Linked DNA regions of Sus scrofa: region 1 is linked to region 2. The links are chromatin contacts, called in public targeted proximity ligation maps. All regions are on one chromosome and are shown on one strand. The core of a region is the stretch at or near the end of the contact, and the rest is flanking DNA. Distances in the headings are between cores, read along the strand shown. Region 1 overlaps MKL1 (MKL/myocardin-like protein 1). Region 2 overlaps MKL1 (MKL/myocardin-like protein 1).

What was found.
Region 1: a contact with region 2 is called in a targeted proximity ligation map of skeletal muscle. A contact is called at or near these places in 1 of 5 promoter capture datasets (liver), 20 of 47 Hi-C or Micro-C datasets (alveolar macrophages, blood, embryonic fibroblasts and 9 more) and 2 of 2 datasets of targeted methods (alveolar macrophages and skeletal muscle).

What each region holds. Positions count from the first base shown.
Region 1 is chr5:7,953,321-7,958,125 of Sscrofa11.1, forward strand. MKL1 (MKL/myocardin-like protein 1) reads left to right here. Exons shown (of 16, transcript XM_021092835.1): 6 at 4,166-4,221. Among named protein-coding and RNA genes, the nearest start is that of SGSM3, 62 kb to the right of the region's middle.
Region 2 is chr5:7,916,018-7,920,436 of Sscrofa11.1, forward strand. All of the region lies in intron 4 of MKL1 (MKL/myocardin-like protein 1), which reads left to right. Among named protein-coding and RNA genes, the nearest start is that of SGSM3, 100 kb to the right of the region's middle.

The sequences.
Region 1 (4,805 bases), core at 1,736-4,235, 39 kb after region 2:
TCACGCTCGCGCTGCAGGGCTAGATCAGATCAAGGCCCCCAGTCCACGCGCCTGTGCTGTGAGCTGAAGATCGAGCAGAGACCCAAGCTCCCCTTTGGAAGTGGATGGCAGGGTATTTTTAAAAAGGAAATCGAAACAGTTTTTAGTTCACAAATGACCTTATTTAAGACAGCAGACATGTAAGAGGAAAAAGATGGGCACAGGAGAGAGGGGACAGAACATGAATTGGTGGTTAGAGCCAGCCAGGGGCGGGGCCCCCATCCAGAACTGAAACTGTGATGAGAAGTGCCACACCCCTTAGCTACTTGGGTTCATTTGATTTCTGTGGGGGGCTTGGTTAGTTTTCCTTTCAGTGCGCGTTTGCATAACCTCCCTGTGTTCACACAAAGCTGTTGCAAGCCTTCCAGCGAAACCAGCTCCGGGAGGGTGGGAGTAAAGGATCAGGTTTCAGTGCCCTCTGACCCCAAGAATGTATATTCTCAGAAACAACATGCATGCTTCTTGGGTTTGCATTGATTTACAGGAGCTTCTCTTTCAGAGACTGCCTTCTTGGAGTTTCTGGGAAAATGAAATTTCTGAGCAAGTAGTACCCTGGTCCTTCTGGCAAAGCCATTAAGGCAGCAGAGGGCAGGGGGCCGAGAGTCCAAAGTGAATGCAGCCCCCCGCCCCCGGCTCGGACACATGCTCATGGGTTAACTTAGAGTCTTGGGGGATTTTCCACAACTAGTCGAAGCCTGAACGTTCCAACTTATTTTCTGCTTTGCTGTGCTTCCTCGTGTCTCTCTCCCTCAGTGGGGAAGCTTGTGCATTTTGCCTGGGTACTGCCGCCTGCTTCTACATCAGGAAAGCCCAGGCCTTACCTTTATCACCCTCATCTTTTCCTTAGGTTCCCCTCCACAGCTGCGGCTTTTAGCAAAGCTGGCTGGACCTGTATAGGAGCCTCTCCACCCCAAACCCCAGTCTACCCAGAGCACTGGCCCTGGCCCCAGCCTCCCCCCCCACCCCGTGAACCTGGGCGCCCCGCCACCTGTTGGAAGTAGCTGTTGAAATTGCTGACTTGCTCTCAGAGAGCAGAATCGGGCGTGGGGAAAGAGGCACCAAGTGAGAGGCTCTTCAAGAGCTGACGGAAGCACAGAACCAGACCTGGGTTGGAGTCCATCCCTCAGCAAATGACCTCACAGTCACTGCAGCGTTAGTGTCCTCACACGTAGAAGGAGAATTATGCTACCTACCTCGTGCTTGTTAAAACGATTTGGTGAGACCATGACGTTGGTGTTACAAGACGAAACAGTCTTTGGGATTGGTCGTTACTGTCGTGAGTTCGTCTCTTGGTCTTCACTCTGGTTCTCGCGGGTCCCCCTCCTGGCTTGTCTCCCAGCGTCTGCGGCTGCAGGCTGCGCCCTGCCCTCCACGTGAGCCAGGTTTCCCATCATGGCTTCGTGTACCTGCCGTTACTTTGCACTTGTCTTCTGAGCCTTCCTCAAACCTGTCTGTGCTCAGTGCTGTGGTCGAGCTGGCCTTCCCACAGCGCCTGCCCTCAGCCCTGCGTCTCAGCAGTGTGTGTACTTGAAGCCTTCTTGTCTCCCCATAAGGTCATTCTTATCCACTTTTTGAAGAGGTGAAGAAACCGACCAAGAGGAAGGAAAAAACTCCGACTTGGGCATGAGAGGGAATTAGGTTGTGATCCTAACTCTGCCACTTGCTGCCTTTCCTACCCTTTCTGAACCTGTCCCCATCTGTAAAGTGGGGTATAACCCGCCACACAGCATCACTAGGAATATTCAAGTAGACAGCACGTTTAAAGTATCAAGAATGGTGTCGTCCATAGAAGCAGACTTCCTCGCTATTACATGAAAAGTTCCTTAACTCGGTGCAGCCAAGGAGGAAGTCACATCCTCGACAGCTAGTCCACCTGTCACTTGTCCCATTCGTGGTGCGGCACCCCTGTCGTACAGGAGGATGATGCACTCCCCTTCCATCAGGAAATTCTGTGCTTCGGGAGTTGTTTTTCTAGACACTGGGTCTGTGCCTTCCTCCTTGGGACAGCCAGTGCAGGTTGTTGAGGCCGCAAGCTGGCTGGTGTTTTAGTCAGCTAATCTGTGGCTGTGGTGCCTAAACCAGCCGGCCTGTGTGGGAATCTAGCCCAGGGCCCAACCGCGTTGCCGCGTCTGATGACAGCAGCAGTAAATGCATTGGTGAGCACCGCCGGCTTCAGAGCGCTTTCATTCTCAGAAGAGTCCCAGGAGGGAGCAAATGCTCACTCTGCAGAAGAAGAACATGAGACCCAGAAAGTGGTCCTACCCTGAGTCACGCCAGCGGTGACTGGCAGAGCCCAGGACGAGAACCCAGGGGTCTTGATGCTCCCTCTGGGACCTCTGTGACGTTTTGGACCCAGATGAGAGCCTAATTCTGGCAGTTCAAATGGACGTTTAGAGCTCACAGAATCCTCTAGTTTTCCTGTCAGTAGTGTACATTTTGTGTCCCTTATAGAATATTCATTAATTCATTGAATGAATTACGTGCTGGGTACTTTCGGCTTTGGGGGTCTGTCAGAAAGGAAAGAAGTAGACAAAACCCGGCCGTGCCCTGATGGAGCAAGCTTATTCAGATGTAACCAAATAAGAAAGATCTGTAGTATGACCGTAGAGAGTGTGAGATGGTATGAGCTATGCAGAAAAATAAGGCAGAAGGGCGGCTGGGGGTGGGGGTGGGGCAGACACTGAGTTGGCTCTGATTCTTAGTCTCATTCCCACTCTCTGAGAGCAAAGCTGCCTGTTCATTCCCTGCTGGTTCATCACACCCTGCATATCAGGGCTTTTGGAGACCGATTTTGGAGTTGAACCAGCTCTACTCAGTAGAAGCAGGTGCAGGGGCTGTCTGCTTACCCACTGAGAGGCCAGGACCTTCAGATTAGAGCTGGGTTGGCCTGGGTAGTGCTTTGGAATGCTCTGGTAGGCTGGGGAGGGAGCTGGTGCTGGTTTTCCTTAGATTATTTCTTAGATCTAGAGCTCCCCCTGCTGTTAGAAGGTGGGGTGCTCTCAACTGATCTTTTAAAATGATTGTTTTTTTACCCTAAGTTCTAAAAACCCCGAAACGTTTAAAAAAAAAAGTACTGCAGGACATTTGGAGCTTTCTTGTGAGACTGCTCCTGGTAAGGCCCAGCCCTCGGGGCGGGCTGGGGGAGGAAGCACAGAGGCCCCGGCAGGATAGGGCCCTATCTGTGCTCAATGCTACTTATAGCGTCTCCTTACCCTGCACTCCTACCACAGCCGGCAGCCCCGCAAAATTATCTCCCCACAGTTTCACAGCTGCTCTGAAATTCTCAAGCAGCAGAAGTGAAACTGACCATGATCTTATAAATTCCTCCTTACTGCTGTTCCCTGCTTGAAGTGAATCAGGCCCTTACCCTCTCATCCTCAGGGTGTCCTGCTGAGTTTTAACACAAGCTCTCTTCGTGATGCTGCATCCTTAGAGGGTTCTGCTTTGATCTCTCCACCTCGGTGCTGTTTACTGAGTCGAGAACTGCGGCCCCAGAACAGAGCTGAGTCTTGGGCGGGGGCTGCAGGGAGCCCTTCTGGTCAGCACTGGGTGTGTGCACCAGGGTTAACCATAGAGTCCCTGTGAAGTTCTTTTAGTCCTTCAAGGTGAAATTCAGGTTAATTTTAGCAGCACTATTAATATCAGCTGAGCTGAAGAAGGAAATGGCACCCAAGCAGACGTGTGTCTTTTTGGTTTAATTGCCCCATTCAGACCGTTTGGTTGCTTTGCGATTCCTGATGAGATTGAAGAGGGAGAGCAGGTGGACGCCGCTTGCAGCCCTGCTCCGTGTCCCCATCTTCCTGAGAGTAAAGGGAGGCCCGGCAGGCCTTCTTGGAGGGTTGCCTGCTCATGGAGGATTCTGTTACAGTTCTATTCCATGGGTGCTCTTTCTGGAGCCCAGGCTTAGGCAGGGACTCTCCACTGGGAACAAAGTAACCGAACTGTTTCGAGGGGGAGCTGAAGCACCGAGCTGTGTGCTTGCTCAGGTGCCGTTTTCTTCCTCACTTCAGCTGGTGCTGAGTCCTGCTAAAATCAACTTGAATTTAAGACGCCTTCTCCACTGTAAATTGGAAGTAGACATCATGCTTCACTATAAAGTAATCTTTTATGATTCTTTTCCCAACAGCTTTGAAAAGTCCAGCTGCATTTCATGAGCAGAGAAGGAGCTTGGAGCGGGCCAGGGTAAGGCACCTTCCCTCCCCAAGGATTCCCAGGAGCATTTTCAGAGCCTATTACGTTGCGGGTCCTCTTCCTTCCAGTCGGGCATGTCTCCAGGGTCAGCCCAGGTCTCACAGTTGTAAATATAAGGTGCTGCCTTTTCCGCTTCATCCCCCCTCCTCCCCGTGTCCCCCAGCGTGGTGACATGGACCGTGATGAGAAAGAGTTTCCTCCTCTGGTGCATGCGAGTGTGCAGTGGTCGCCTCTCTCCCTTGGCTTTGTTCACCACTAGTATTTCCATCTTTAATTCCACTTAGCCTTTTGTAGCTGTTAGGATGTGGACAGCAGCCATGGAAAAGCTTGCCAAGTGGTGGTCCCCCCGTGTCCGTGGCCACACTCCCCACACCTCTCCGGGGTGGGCATCCCGAGGGGCTGGAAACCTCACCGGTCTCCACGTGCCTGAGAGCCAGGGTCCACTGGAGGCCGTCGAAGCAGAAGCTGCGCCCCGCTCTGGGCTCAGGTTCACGCCACAGCACCTGGCTCGTTGCCCTATCCCCTCAGTTTCGGTTCCCTCGGGGGCCTCAGGGGGATATTCAGCTGCCCATTGT
Region 2 (4,419 bases), core at 119-2,618:
TCGAATCGGAGCTGTAGCCACCGGCCTACGCCAGAGCCACAGCAACGCGGGATCCGAGCCGCGTCTGCAACCTACACCACAGCTCACGGCAACGCCGGATCGTTAACCCACTGAGCAAGGGCAGGGACCGAACCCGCAACCTCATGGTTCCTAGTCGGATTCGTTAACCACTGCGCCTCGACGGGAACTCCCCTATTCAGTTTTATTCAGTCTCATATTAATAATTACAGCCTTCAAAACAAACTTGCATCTTTTAATTGTCAGTGATATTAATAAATAGCCTTTTCACATAATATCTTGCATTAGATTTAGGATATGATGTTGGGCCAGGAGATTGGTGAAAATTCTTACCTGGAAGAAACTTGGTACATCTGAGAAACACTAGCCAAGGCATTTGGTGCCATTGGTGCCATTGATTAATTCCTTGAGGGCAGAAGCCTTTTTGTGGTAGGAAGCTAGGACTCAGCACTGAGCTCAGAGTCAAGAACCTGAAGTTCTTGGTTTGATCTTGCCAGTAGGGATCTTGGAACAAGTGGCTCTAAGCTTAGAAAACCAGTTTCTTTCATTGTGTGGTGGGTATAATATCTGCTGTCCTAACTCACAGGGTCAGATAGCATCATATGTGTGAAAGTAGCTCTGTAAAGTGTGATAAATGTCTAGGGCTACCTTCCTTCTCACTTCCTACCTTTTACTTTTTACCAAGGCATGTACAAAATAAGTGGTGGATTATATTTACGACACTAGTTTTTTGTATTTTAGGTGAAGAATTTACTGTCTTAAAGGTTACTGAGAAATGTATGGATGCAATGTACTCCCACCAAGGCTGCACACACTGAGGAGTGATTATAGTCATAGTAGTTTGGTTAAAATAGATCCTCTTTGATATTATACAGTCTTAACATGAACTGTGTGATTGTGTGTGTGTGTGTGCGTGTAAACTATAAATCTGTTTATTTTTGTGTATCCTCTACCCTTCTTGACACTAACTTAAAACATTCAGAATGAACCGTTATAAGGTTTTTGGACTCATTTTAGAAAATGAGGTTTGGAAATAGACTTTAGGAGATTTTCCTGCACGGGTTGTGGGTTAGAAAAGGAGCGAGCCATTCTAGAAGGAGGCTAGTGCAGTGGTTGCTCTTTGTTGAAAACAGGTGTCGACCTGGAGCCTTCTCTAGTAAATCATTAGCTGCATCAAATAAAATGTTCAGCTGAAGTTCATGAAATCTCACAGTTACTAAACACTCTTGCCAAAGAGAGTTGCAGTCATAATATCTGCAATCGAATCATTTCCTGTTCAGGCTTGCAGGTGGGGAACTGTCTGAAACTGCATTCCTTTAAGATGAGTTATAAAGAAAATGTCTTGGTGGGAGAGGCCTTAATGATACTTAAGGACAACCTAGCAAGTGTGGGAATGGAGAGGGTTCCTACCCTAGGATCCTGGGAGTAACCAGACTTGAAGGCATAGATCAGGATATGCAGACCCACTCACATGGGGTGATCTGACTAAAGCTCCTCTAGAGCATTCAGATATGTGCTGAACCCACTCGGGCAGTGGGCCAGGCAGATGGCACATTCCTGTACTGACCTTCGGAGGCCTGCCAGGTTCCAAAGCTAACATTGGTGGCTGTGCTCTGGCATGAACAGCCCGAGAGCCTGCGTTTCATCTAGTCTTTGGTCCTCCCCAGTCAAGGGGATGCCTTGGGATTGGTTTGGTCTCTGAGTCCACTGAGAAGTCGGCATATATTCTCATTCCCCTTGCCCCTACCCCATCTTGGAGTTGATTTTTATTGTCTGCACAGCCCCAGAATTGACTCAGATCCTCTAAGTAATTCCTCCAGGCTGGGGATAACCCAGGGTTAGCCTTTGCAATGCCACAGCTCCTCTCCCACCCCTCCCCCAGCCTGTCTTCATTGACCTACATTTTTAGGTTTGACTAAACCTTCCATCCGAGAGTAGATTGGGGCTAGGCAAGTTAGGCTGCAGTCACCTGTCCCTTCCTTTGCTTCAGTGCATCCCTTCGGCTGTGTAAAGGAAATTTGGGTGTGACTCTAGTTAGGCTTCACCTTATCCCCACCCCCTTTCCTGTTGCCCTTTTGATTTCTTTTAAATCTGATACTGAGCCTCTCCTCCCCCCACTCAACACACCAATGGAGTCTCCTAAGCTATTTCTGTCAGTTTAATGATCCCCAGCTGTTGCTGTAGTTCTGGCTGTTTTCATGCCCCAGAGAGTCAGAAGAGCCAGAGAAAGAGGGGTCTTGCTTGTGGATCACACAGTGTGTCAGACAAGCCTAATGCACTTTTCTAAAACAACTGCCTAGGGTGAGACTTCTTAGGGAGGGGTATTATTAATACGGGGATGATCTGAACATGCAGGAGAAAGGAAGCCACAAGTATCCAAGACATTTTAAAAATAAGCATCCTGCTGAAAAGAGTGGCACTCTGCATCACTCAGAATTATGCTGGAAGGATGGTGTATGTGGTAACTGGGTAATTGATCACTTTGCATTAGACTTGCATTTTAGTGTTGGAGCTGGAATGTCCCCTCTGACCCATGGTGTGTGTTGAAGGAGCCAGATGTCTAAATAAAAAGGATTCTATGATAGGAAAACACAGAAATCATTCCTGAAGTGGTCAGAAGAGGCATTGATTTCAGTTCTGCTTTAACTTAGTGCAGGTTTGTTTCGTAAAATTTTGTGCAAAACCTGCAGTAATGAAATGTTTCACTGGCAAATTTGATCACGCAAACTTAAGGAAATACAAAGTTGCAATTCATCTAACAGGACCTCTCTGATAGTTACTTATCCATTTACTTTGGAGATGTCTTTCCTAAACCTGGGGAGATGGTGAGTGGGAAAATCCTACAGTCCTTGGGCTACTGGATTATAATATACTAGCTTTTCTTTTTTGTATTTGCTGTTGAGAATTTTAACCCTTCAACAGTTTCAGCTGTGATAGACTTGTAGCTTTCACACCTCATTATGCTGCATGAAGTTTTAATTTTATGTATCTCAGCCATCTACAGAAAGGAAAGAATTTTGCTGTAACCTTTACCAAAATTTATTTTTAAATATCCTTTTAATATCTTTTGAGAAAAATACAATTTTATATCACCTAGGATTTAAGGCCAAGACATTACTGGGTTGTTTTTTTTTCTTAAATACTCATGAATTTTACACATAAACATTAGAATTTTCAGATTGTGTGTGTATTTTTAACCCATTTTACCAAATTTCTAATTTCTAATCACCTCTCTGTTCCCTAAAGCTTCTAGAAAAAATTTTTTTCATTTAAAAATTATTTTAATCAGAATTTACCTTTTTTGGGTCATAATGTCAATTAAGTGTTATACAAACACTGAAAGTTAATTTTTAAAATATCAAGAAGCTAAATAGGAATTACTTCAACAGAAAAAAAAGTAATTTTCCAATTACTTACAGAATTTATATGATGATATGGGGCTCCCTCACTATTTCAGTCATGAATATTCTACCATGCTATATGTTTAAAAGTTCATGTTATAAAGATATAGAAGGGAGAAGTACTCTAATAGAGTTTTAAGGGAAAATTTTTTTGTCACTCCTGTCTTGCTGTGGAAGAACTACCCTGTTGCCAGCTTTGATTTTATGTACCTGTCACCTGCCCTCAACAAAGCTGGTGCAAAATGTCAGCACCAGTTATACAGCAGGGAAGAGCAAACGAGATTGGAAACTGCCCACGTTTTCTGGGCGAACATGCAGAACTAATGTGGCAGGGAAAATGCTGTTCCTGGTGCTTTAGCTTTGGAATGGATTGTTCAGATGGCCCTGCCAGTCCTTCCTTTAGGAAGCACATTCCCAATTTATCTCCACCCATTCAGATGTGGGTGCAAGAACACGTTCTCCTCAGATCTTCTGTGTTGGGGTTGTATGAGCATTGCCTTACAGATCTCAGGAAAGAGACTGATGACATTGTTGTAGCTGGCAGTTTGAGATCTGTCTGCTGCAATTAGAGAAGATTACTTCAAGGGGGTGATGAGCAACTACCCAAAATGAAATGGTGAGCCCCAGATTTTTGAGGATATGAGACTTTGATTTATTTACTTATGTATTTATGCATAATTATTAATATTTTTGCTGTGACTCTGGCACTAGATGTGATGTAATAGAAGAAGCACAGACTTTGGTGTTGGGCCAACCTGTGTTTGAGCTCTGGCTCTCTCTCTTGCTGTGCAGACAGTTACTTAACCTTTTTAAACCTCTTTTTCTTCATCTGTAAAAGAGAGGCAATGTATAACCTCAGATAGCTGTTGAGATCAAACAAGTCCCTGTGGTAGCACGTCCAGCCCAGTGACTGCGTAGTATAAGAGTTCAGCATGTCTGATTCCCCCCCCCTTTTTTTTTTAATGATTTTTTTTTTCCATTATAGCTCGATTCCCCATTT